Regions from separate parts of the Mus musculus genome. Here region 2 is linked to region 1. A link is a contact called in public promoter capture Hi-C data. All regions are on one chromosome and are shown on one strand. Each heading gives the region's core, a stretch centred on a gene start, on an enhancer-like site or on the middle of the called end of the contact. The rest is flanking DNA. Distances are from core to core; before and after follow the strand shown. Region 1 holds the start of 1700119H24Rik (RIKEN cDNA 1700119H24 gene). Region 2 holds the start of Hspbap1 (Hspb associated protein 1).

What was found. Promoter capture Hi-C pulls out the DNA fragments that hold promoters and counts their contacts.
Region 2: a promoter capture Hi-C map of liver shows a contact between it and region 1, with 3 times the contacts expected there. The contact joins the promoter of Hspbap1 here to the promoter of 1700119H24Rik in region 1. A contact is called at or near these places in 1 of 39 promoter capture datasets (liver) and 1 of 115 datasets of contacts at active chromatin or transcription factors (pancreatic cancer cells).

What each region holds. Positions count from the first base shown.
Region 1 is chr16:34,937,072-34,941,612 of GRCm38.p6, reverse strand. It overlaps 1700119H24Rik (RIKEN cDNA 1700119H24 gene), which reads left to right and starts at 2,284. Exons shown (of 3, transcript NR_040536.2): 1 at 2,284-2,445. Mylk (myosin, light polypeptide kinase) reads right to left here. Exons shown (of 32, transcript NM_139300.3): 18 at 2,601-2,687.
Region 2 is chr16:35,767,325-35,772,066 of GRCm38.p6, reverse strand. Hspbap1 (Hspb associated protein 1) reads right to left here and starts at 1,681. Exons shown (of 8, transcript NM_175111.3): 1 at 1,528-1,681. The coding sequence starts at 1,591. Slc49a4 (solute carrier family 49 member 4) reads left to right here and starts at 2,697. Exons shown (of 9, transcript NM_153550.4): 1 at 2,697-3,168. The coding sequence starts at 2,826.

The DNA.
Region 1 (4,541 bases), core at 1,035-3,534:
CATATGAAGTGTTCAGAAAAAAAGTGAATGGGTGTATAATTGGAATATGAGAGAGAAGAGGATTTTCACATTGTACTTGGCATGTATGTTTTAAGATGCTCAGATGAGAATAATGCACATGTAACTTAAGCAATTACTGAACAATAAATTATCCTCAAAGGATAAAGAACAGAGGACACAGGCCTCAGACATCTCCTTCCCTTCCTGGCCCCGGGCAGCCGCCTTGTCAAAAGGCTCCAAGGACAAGTTTTGGTGGCGTCTCTCAGGCCTCTGAGGTGCAGGTTTCTAAAAGGCAAGAATGTCTGTGGAAGGGCAACCAGTGTCATAAGCTAATGCAGTGTGACACCAGGCTTAGGGCGGTGAGGACTGAGCGGACCAGCCAGCATAGGGAGGCAAAGTGGCCACGAGGGTGCATGGGGTGAGATGTCCATCTCTGGACCACAGAGGAGTGATATTTCCCTTGCGTACAGGTGGGTGGAGTTACTACCCCAGCACCGTGGGGTGCTGTGTGTTTTCTGGAGTGGGGTGCTGTGTGTTTCCTGGAGTGGGGTGCTGTGTGTTTCCTGGAGTGGGGTGCTGTGTGTTTCCTGGAGTGGGGTGCTGTGTGTTTTCTGGAGTGGGGTGCTGTGTGTTTCCTGGAGTGGGGTGCTGTGTGTTTCCTGGAGAGTTCAAACACTTCCTGCCAGCCCCGCTCCCCCTGATTAAGACTGTCTGGAGTAAGGTGACTCTGCCACGCTTCACAGGGGCAGCAAGCAAATCCTCTTCTGCTCTCAACCTCTTCTTGCTATCCAAGCAAGGAAAGCAAGGCCAGTTCCCTCTAGAAGGCTGATGTTTAGCGTGGCCACACACTGGGATGATCTAGAAATATAAACAAAACCACGGAAATCCAGCTGCCACCCTTGAGTTTCTGTTTAATTGGTCTGGGGGCAGCCTGGGCGGGGTGGTTTCCATGTTCTCCAGGTGAATCTAATCCCCAGCTATAGCTGCCAGTAGGATGAGGACAACTTGGCTGGGGTTTTCCAAGGACTCTGCTCTGCGGGGCAAAGTGCCCAGAGCTGGTCTGCTTTGTCTCCCAGCCTCATGGCACTTGTTTTTCTCCCACAGTTCTGCTCTGACCCTGCCTCACCTTCCTTGGGACCGCACAGACCTAAAGGATGTTCCAGACCTGAAGACGGGAGGTGGCTGGACCTCTGTCCCTGTCAGGTGAGCAGCCTCATCACTGAGCAAGTCACAACATCTCCCCTCTCATGGTCTCCCATAGGTAGCACAGCAAGGCCCAGGCAACAGTTCTGGAGAGTAACACTACTAACTCACTCCTCCTGGGTCCCTACGGCTGTGCCTGGGCTCTTAACAGCTTATTAAAGTCTGCTCTGAGCAGTCGTGGCTCCTTTGCTGTCTGAGTGGGTCTCACTTTGTGTAAACATCTAGGAGAAATTATAAATCCACTTTGGCTACCCCTCCATGAAGGCTGAGGACTTCTGACCTCAGGCTGATGAGCTGTGTTCCAAGAGTTCAGCACCAGCAAGGCAAAAGCACTGCTTTTACAAAGAAAAGAATAAAGCAGCCATAAACCACTGTCTGATAACTAAAGGGAAGCGCTCTTCCGAACAGTGAGACCCATCACTGTCCTCCACTAGCAGAAGCGAGAGCTTCTCTTCTGATGTTGATGTTGTTGTTTAGTTGGTTTTTCTTAATCTTACTTTTTTTGAGTCTCACTCTGAATCTCAGATTAGCGTAGAACTCACTATGTAGCCGAGGCTGGCCTCCCCTTAGCTTCTCAAATATTGGGATTGCAAGCGTGCCTCACGCCTGGCTTTCTGTTAAAAAAAGTTTATTTTAAAACTTAGAGTGTTCTGGGGATGTCCAAGCAACTCTGTGCCCTATAAAAACTGGGAATGTCAGAAAGTAGTTCGGCTAATAAAATCGCACTAGTAATTACAGCAGAAGGCAGGGCTGTATTACGGCCTTTGAGAGCTTTAGGTGTCTATCTATTATATAATTTTATTTGATAGGTATTATAGTTTGATTATGTAGGCTATATTTTATAACTGCTCCATGGAGCTCCCCAGAGCGCAGTGAGGAGCTCTGTGTGGCATAGCTGTGAGGGAGCACAGCAGAACATGGAGAGAGGTGGCAGTCAGGGTGCACAGGGGACAGCACCTGTGCATACACAATAGATGAGAGGCTCACTTGTGGGAGTCTGTGGGCACTGAGGACCTTTGGACATTCCCGATGATGTCATAAGGGCAGAGTAACAATTTAGGAAGGCTCCCTTGACAGGACAGAATCAACTTAAAGAAGAAGGACAGTCCCCACAGGGGTTTAAGTGCCAACCGAAAGTGACGTGGGAGGTGGAAAGGGCTGTGGTCAGGAAGATGAAGACCACGGGTAACATACGCAGGCTGTGGATGGGGTGAAGAGAGACTGGCAGGGGTTTGAGGAAAGGTAATTTGGCTTAGTAGTCAGGGGGACATAGGGCACTCAGGGAGATGGGCAGAAGCTTGTCCCCAAGGAGTTCAGGACAGAGCTGGTGACCAGGAAGCTGGGACTCTGCCACCACTCCTGCCTTTGTATGGTAAAGCCCAGCGCGCAGCACTTACTCTCTGTTCCTAGCACAGGGGGAAGAGAGCTCTTGGGTCTCCGGGATTTCATCTCCGGGGCCTTGGTGTTCTCACTGGTCTGAGCATCTGGAACAAAAAAAAGGAACACAAACATCAGTGAGTGGCTATCTGAGGAGCTGAGTAGGGGAGGCCCTCAGTCAGAACCCTACCTTGACCCTAGCTGGCCCACCCACCCCTACGTTCCACCCAGAGGCCCTCTGTGCCCGCCAAGTGGCGCCTGCAGTGGGCCCTTCCTCCAGGGGAGTACCAAAGAAGGAGAGCCTGCTGGATGGACCTGATAAATCAGGTGGCTAGAACAGTCGCTGGCAGGATGGATGGCCAGGCCAGGGAGCTAGTGACTGCTCCCAACTGCAGCCCCAGACACTGCCAGGACTAAGGCCACTTAGCAGGGCCTAGGCTCTCAATTCCCTTTGCCCACACTGGGCTTTGATTCTCTCCTTTAAATGTTCTACATTCCAAAGGCTCTCTGCAAAGGTAAAGGCCTCACACAGAGGGAGGAGAAGACTGGGCCCTCTGGACCTCTGGACTCATGGACTGAACGGTGTTTATGGCCTTAGATTTCTAAGGCTTGCCTTTGCACTGGGTCAGGCCTAGCCAATTGAGGGCTTCAGAGTCAGCCACTGGCATAGTCTCTCTGAGACGGAGGCTGGGACTCAGTCAGGGGCTTTTGGGGTACCTCCTCAAGGCAGGCCTATGAATTCCTGCAGTGGCCACTGCTTGATGCTGGCAGCAAGTTCCTTCTTCCATGTTACAGTAGAGCTCAGAAAATGCTGGGGGTGGGTACAATACTAGGGGGGTGGTCTCTTGTGGATAAAGGAGAATGGCACTGCAGGCTGGGTGGAACTGAACAGAAAACCCCTGAGTACCAATGAGACTGGACTTTCAACTGGGGGAGGGTCTCTTGTGGACAAAGGAGAATGGCACTGCAGGCTGGGTGGAACTGAACAGAAAACCCCTGAGTACCAATGAGACTGGACTTTCAAACGTTGTGGGAAAACCACTCAGGACTTAGATAAGAAGCTGCTGGCTGAATGACAATCACCGGGCAGTGTTTTTACTACTCTTTGGGGGAGAGGATGGAAGGCACCTCCCCCTAAGCCCCTTCCTGTCCTCATCCTTCATTTCCGCTCTGGAGGAGGAAGTTCAGAGGGAGGAGGGGATTTTCCAGCCAGGGCTCTGGCCACATTCCTGTGGCTTGGCTGAGGAAGGGCTAACAGACTGTCCTTGCTTCCAGGATGGGCAGCCTCAGCTGGTCTTGGCTAGACTGGGCTCCCTGTGAGGAGTGGTACTGCACCCATCAATGGCAGGGGTTGGAGACATGCACTTTACCCGCTTCCCTGGTTACACTTATTCTAGATGACATCTGTGCTCTGTCCACAGGGCCCCTTCTACTTAAGTCTTATTTTTGAAGCTTGTCACCAGCTAGGCTTCCTCCAGGATATCCCTGTACTCTTTATGAGCTGGGTAATCCATGGACAGAGACTGCTGTGGGCACAGCTGGCTCAGCTGGGTGGCAGCTGAGGAATATTAAGGTCAATTCCCTGTTGAAGATGACCCAAAGCCACACACACACACACACACACACAGATACACGCACACACACACACACAGATACACACACACACACAGATACACAGACACACACACACAGATACACACACACAGACACACAGACACACACACAGACACACACACGCAGATACACACACACACAGACACACACACACACACAGACACACACACAGACACACACACACACACAGACACACACACAGAGACACACACAGAGACATACACACACACACAGATACACACACACACAGACACACACACAGATACACACACACACAGATACACACACACACACACACACATACACACACAGAGGAATGATTCTGTTTGGGCTTAATGAGGACTTTC
Region 2 (4,742 bases), core at 432-2,931, 830 kb before region 1:
GGCTGCCATACTTCCTACCATGATGATAATGGTCTAAACCTTTGAAACTGTAAGCCAGCCCCAAATAAATGTTTCCTTTTATTACAGTTACCTTGGTCGTGGTGTCTCTTCATAGAAATGATAACTCTAAGACAGTTAGCATCCATGATCCATCATGGCAGGGAGCATAGCAATAGTCAGGCAAGCATGAAGTTGTAGCAATAGCTGAAAACTTACATTTTGGTCCACAAGCAGGCAGTGGAGAGCGCTGAGAATGGCACGGGCTTTTGAAACCTCAAAGCCTACTACCCCTAGTGACACACCTCCAGCAAGGCCATTTTCTAATCCTTCCCAGATTTCCACCAACTGGGGACCAAACATTTAAGTAGATGAGCCTATGGGGCCGTTTTTATTCAAACCACCACAGGTTATTTCCACAAAGCGCTTAACATCTAGTAGAATATGCAAGGGTTAGAGATATTTGGAACCTGCAAGATGGGTACAAGTATGATGGAAAGGGAATCGACCAGTCAAGAACGTACGAAACCCACATTTTATGGCTAATTAAAAATGTTTAAGAATGTACAAACAGAAGAGATGCTTAGAGACCTCAACAGACCCAGTGGGCATTTTCTCCAGGCTCCGCCCCACAGTTACCTGGCAACAGCCAGGTGTCTGACTCATGGTAAAAGGGGCTGATTGCCCCTCCTCTTTCTCTTGCTCTCTTGCCCTTGCTCCTTAACCTTTCTCCATTCCCCTCCCCCCTCCACGTGCTCATGGCCGGCCTCTACTCCTCTTCTCTCTCTGCCTTTACTCGCTCAACTCCGCTCCCATACCCTGAAGAAACTCTATTCTCTACTATACCTTTGTGTGGCTGGTCCCTCAAGGGGAAGGGATGCCTCAGCATGGGCCCGCGGAGCGGAGGCACCCCCTTCCCCAACACCTGACTACACATCCACCAAACATATTCTCCTTATTTTTATAAAACACAACAGACCCCAAATTAAATTTTTGTGTAGGTCACGGTTTTTGGAGCTTGGATTTTAGTGGAGGTTCTAAGTCCAATACAAATTATTAAAGAATCTTACGTGTCACTTTTGCTGTTGAATGGTGGATAAGAGAGGCATAAAATAGGATACAGGACACATTATCAGGAAGATAAATTGGTTTTTTAAAAAATGAGAGAATGATTTGGGACAGGAGAGATGGACTGTCAAGTAAAAACCCCTGGTGCACAAGTCTGGCGAACTCCCCAGAGACCTCCATAAAAAGTTATGGTCGCATACACCTGGAATCCCAACAGAGACAAGAGAATTGCCACAAAATTCCCTCAGAGGCCAGCGATCCTGGAGTCCTCAGAGGAACTTCTTACTCCACAGTGGTACTTGTCCCGATAGATCAGAAAACTGATCCGCACGACGTTAAGAAGCCACATGCTCTAAAAAGTCACTTTCTCCCAGGCCTAACACGCCGCGGGCGAGACTTGGGATGGAGCCGCGCCCATCCGCACCGCTCGGAGGCACTTCGGCGTCCCTGGCTCGCACCTACCTTCCTCCCCCACAGTTCTCTCGCCCAGGGTCGGGGGCGCGATGCCCTCGCAGCCTGCTGCCATGGTTATCGCGCCGAGGATGGAGAGAGCGCCAGGTGAGAGGGCTCACCGGGATCTGCGGCTTCCACACAGGAAGGATCCTCCGCCTCTGCCGGAACCGGCGCCGCCGCGGTCACGTGACGGCGCTGGGCGTGGCCACGCCGGTTTGTTTTGCTCTTTGGAAGCTGAAAGGCGGCGAGCACGTGGGCTGGGCTGTGGCTCCTTTCTTCCACCCTTAGCGTCTGCTGTTTCTCTTCCTTCTCTAGTCGGATCCTCCATCTTCGCCTTGGCTTTCTCTCAGTCGGACTCGCGATTTAGGAGACCCCGGGGCTGGCGTGCCTACTCTTCCACCTTGTTGGTTCCCTTGGCATCAGTGCCATTCCAGCTGGTTTTCGTGACTGCCTGGGAATACGAACCCCTTGAAGGCGTTCCCTGTGACTCATTTGCTGAGCCAGATATGTCAGCAAATGACTAGTTTTCAAGGACACAGGCAGCTGTCAGAGTTCTGGATTTGTGCATTTGAACAAATGAATGTCTATGTCTATGTGGTCAAGAGATGCACAATCTCCAGCTTTTGCCGTTTATTTAGTCTGGCTAACATACCAAGAGAGAGATCTAGGTCACTGTCTTCCAACTTTAACACAATCCATATTATTTACCCGTTTGCATGACAAACAAAATGGGTAGAAAAAACTCTTTATATGTATGAAGGAAAATTGGCTAGTTTATAATCTCACTGGATGCGTAAGACACATACAAAACCAAATGGTCTTCATGAAACAATACCCTGAGACCTTCCTAAACTTCAGTATCCTGCCGTCTATAATTTCTGCAGTTAGAAACCCAATAAAAACAAAAGTAAGCCTAATATAGACCCAAGCATTGGGATAAGTGACCCGAGGTCAGCGAGTTGTTTATTAGGCACGTGATGTAAACTTGGGCACTTCCTCCAAGCAACCCGCGAGTGACTGACTCAGCCTACTTCGCTCCAGTCTCCCAGCCGGCCGCGATCTTCTACCCTTTCCACTCGTAGGGTCCCGGGCTTCTCCCCGGGGCATTCCTGGGTTCCCAGCGAGCAGGGTGGACCCCGCCTCGCCTCCTCCCCTCGGGCTCGGGCGGCGCAGGCGCAGCAGACGCGCCCGGGAGGCCGAGGACTAGAGCAGCTCCGGCTCCGGCTCCCGCTCCACCCGCCCAGTCAGCTCCCGGCTGGTCTGCGGCCACCGGGACGCGTCGGGCAGGGCCGGCGGGCGGCGTCGCCATGGGCTCGGGTTGGAGCAGCGAGGAGGAGGAGCGGCAGCCGCTGCTGGGGCCGGGGCTCGGGCCTGCGCCGGGGGCTGCGCGCAGGGGCCGGGAGGCGACGGCCGTGCTGCCTGCGGCGGGCCCGAACCCCGGGAGGGTGTACGGGCGCCGCTGGCTGGTGCTGCTGCTCTTCTCGCTCCTCGCGTTCGCCCAGGGCCTGGTCTGGAACACCTGGGGCCCCATCCAGAACTCGGCGCGCCAGGCCTATGGCTTCTCCGGATGGGACATCGCGCTCCTGGTCCTCTGGGGGCCCATAGGCTTCCTGCCCTGCTTCGCGTTCATGTGGCTGCTGGACAAGAGAGGTAAGGGGTCCGGGACGCCTGCGGGCGTGTCCCTTCTCTGGGAGTTGGCGCCTGCCAGGATCCGGGCCTGCCTGTGTCTCCCTGGGCTTGGTCTAGGGGTTGTGTGAGGTGACCCAGTGTAGCTGGCATCCCATTCCTTACTCGGGAACCCTCTGTCCCCAAAGCGACAAATACGGAGGATGCTTTCCAAGTATTGATGTTTTGTGTTACGCCCTTTATGCCACAATCATCAGATGTAGAAGGCTTTGTATACTGTGGACATCAGAGCCATCCAGTGCACTTGCTATGAATGTCTTTGACACCTGACAAAAGTGACTCATGCTTAAATTTCAAAGAGATTTGGGGTGCTGAGAGCGAAAGATCAGAAGAGACTGGTGATGACCAGATGTAAGAGGGTAATGAGCTGGCGTGGTGACTCCAGCCCTGGATGACTGTTGGGAAACTCGGGTCTGACGCTTGGGTTTCTGGAAGGTAGAACCCCAGGTAAACCGAGAGCTTCCGCCTGGGTGACTTCTCAGTTGCGATTTATTACTCTCAGATAAAGATCGCAGATGCAGGAAGGCTCTCTTTCAGTTAGGGACTCCAGGCTTCTCACTTTGCCAATTGCCAGTGTGATTCTGTGAGATGAGGAAAAGGCCAGAGTGGAAAGAGTCAAGATGTTGAATTATCCCTCCAGAGGATAAATAAAACCCCCAGGAGGCTGCTGTGCACGATTTAGACTTCTTAGGTTATGAGGTCGGATACTGGTCGGAAACTGCTTTGTTTCTGTTCAGTCTTTTACGAGTTTTGATACAATAGATTCTTTGGGTAGTTTTGGGACATTGCCTTAGTCTACTGGCCCATTGACAAACAGCCATAAGCTTATAAAATGAAGGACATTTATTTATAACCCCTCTGGAAACCGGGAAGTCCAAGATGAAGGGCCAAGCAGAATGCTTATCTGGTGAGCATCGTTCATACAATGCTCATTTCTTTGTAATGTCATAAGGGAAGTGGCCAGGGATCTCTCTGGGGTCTCTCTTATGAGGGCAGTAACCCTATCTGTCCAGCCCTTGCCCTCAAAAATTTGTTTCATCCCCAGTCGGCCACCTCTTAGTTCAGTCACTTAGCTGGGAGTAGGATTTCAACATAGGAATCTGGGTGAACACAAACATTACCTGCAAAGTAAGAGTGGAACATAGGTTGATATGGAGCTGTGATCATCTGGTGCAACACAGTCCTCTAACTACTGCTGTGGCAAGAACAGAATCCAGCTGTGAGGTTCCCTCTCTTCCTGATGGTACGGGAACCCACGTGGAAGAGACAAGAAAACTGATGACTGAATACTTCCATGATCAACTTGAGTACAGGTGCTCAGAAAGGGAGGCTAGAGAGTTCTAAGCACTGAAGAGTAGGATCCAAAAGAAAAGGAAAGGTACTTCGGTATGTTCTACACTAGCACTCAGTCAGGTGCATTCTTGTTATTGTTGTTTTGGTTTGGTTTGGTTTTGGTTTTTGGAGACAGGGTTTCTCTGTGTAGCCCGGACTGTCCTGAAACTCGCTATGTAGACCAGGCTGGCCTTAAACTCAGAAAT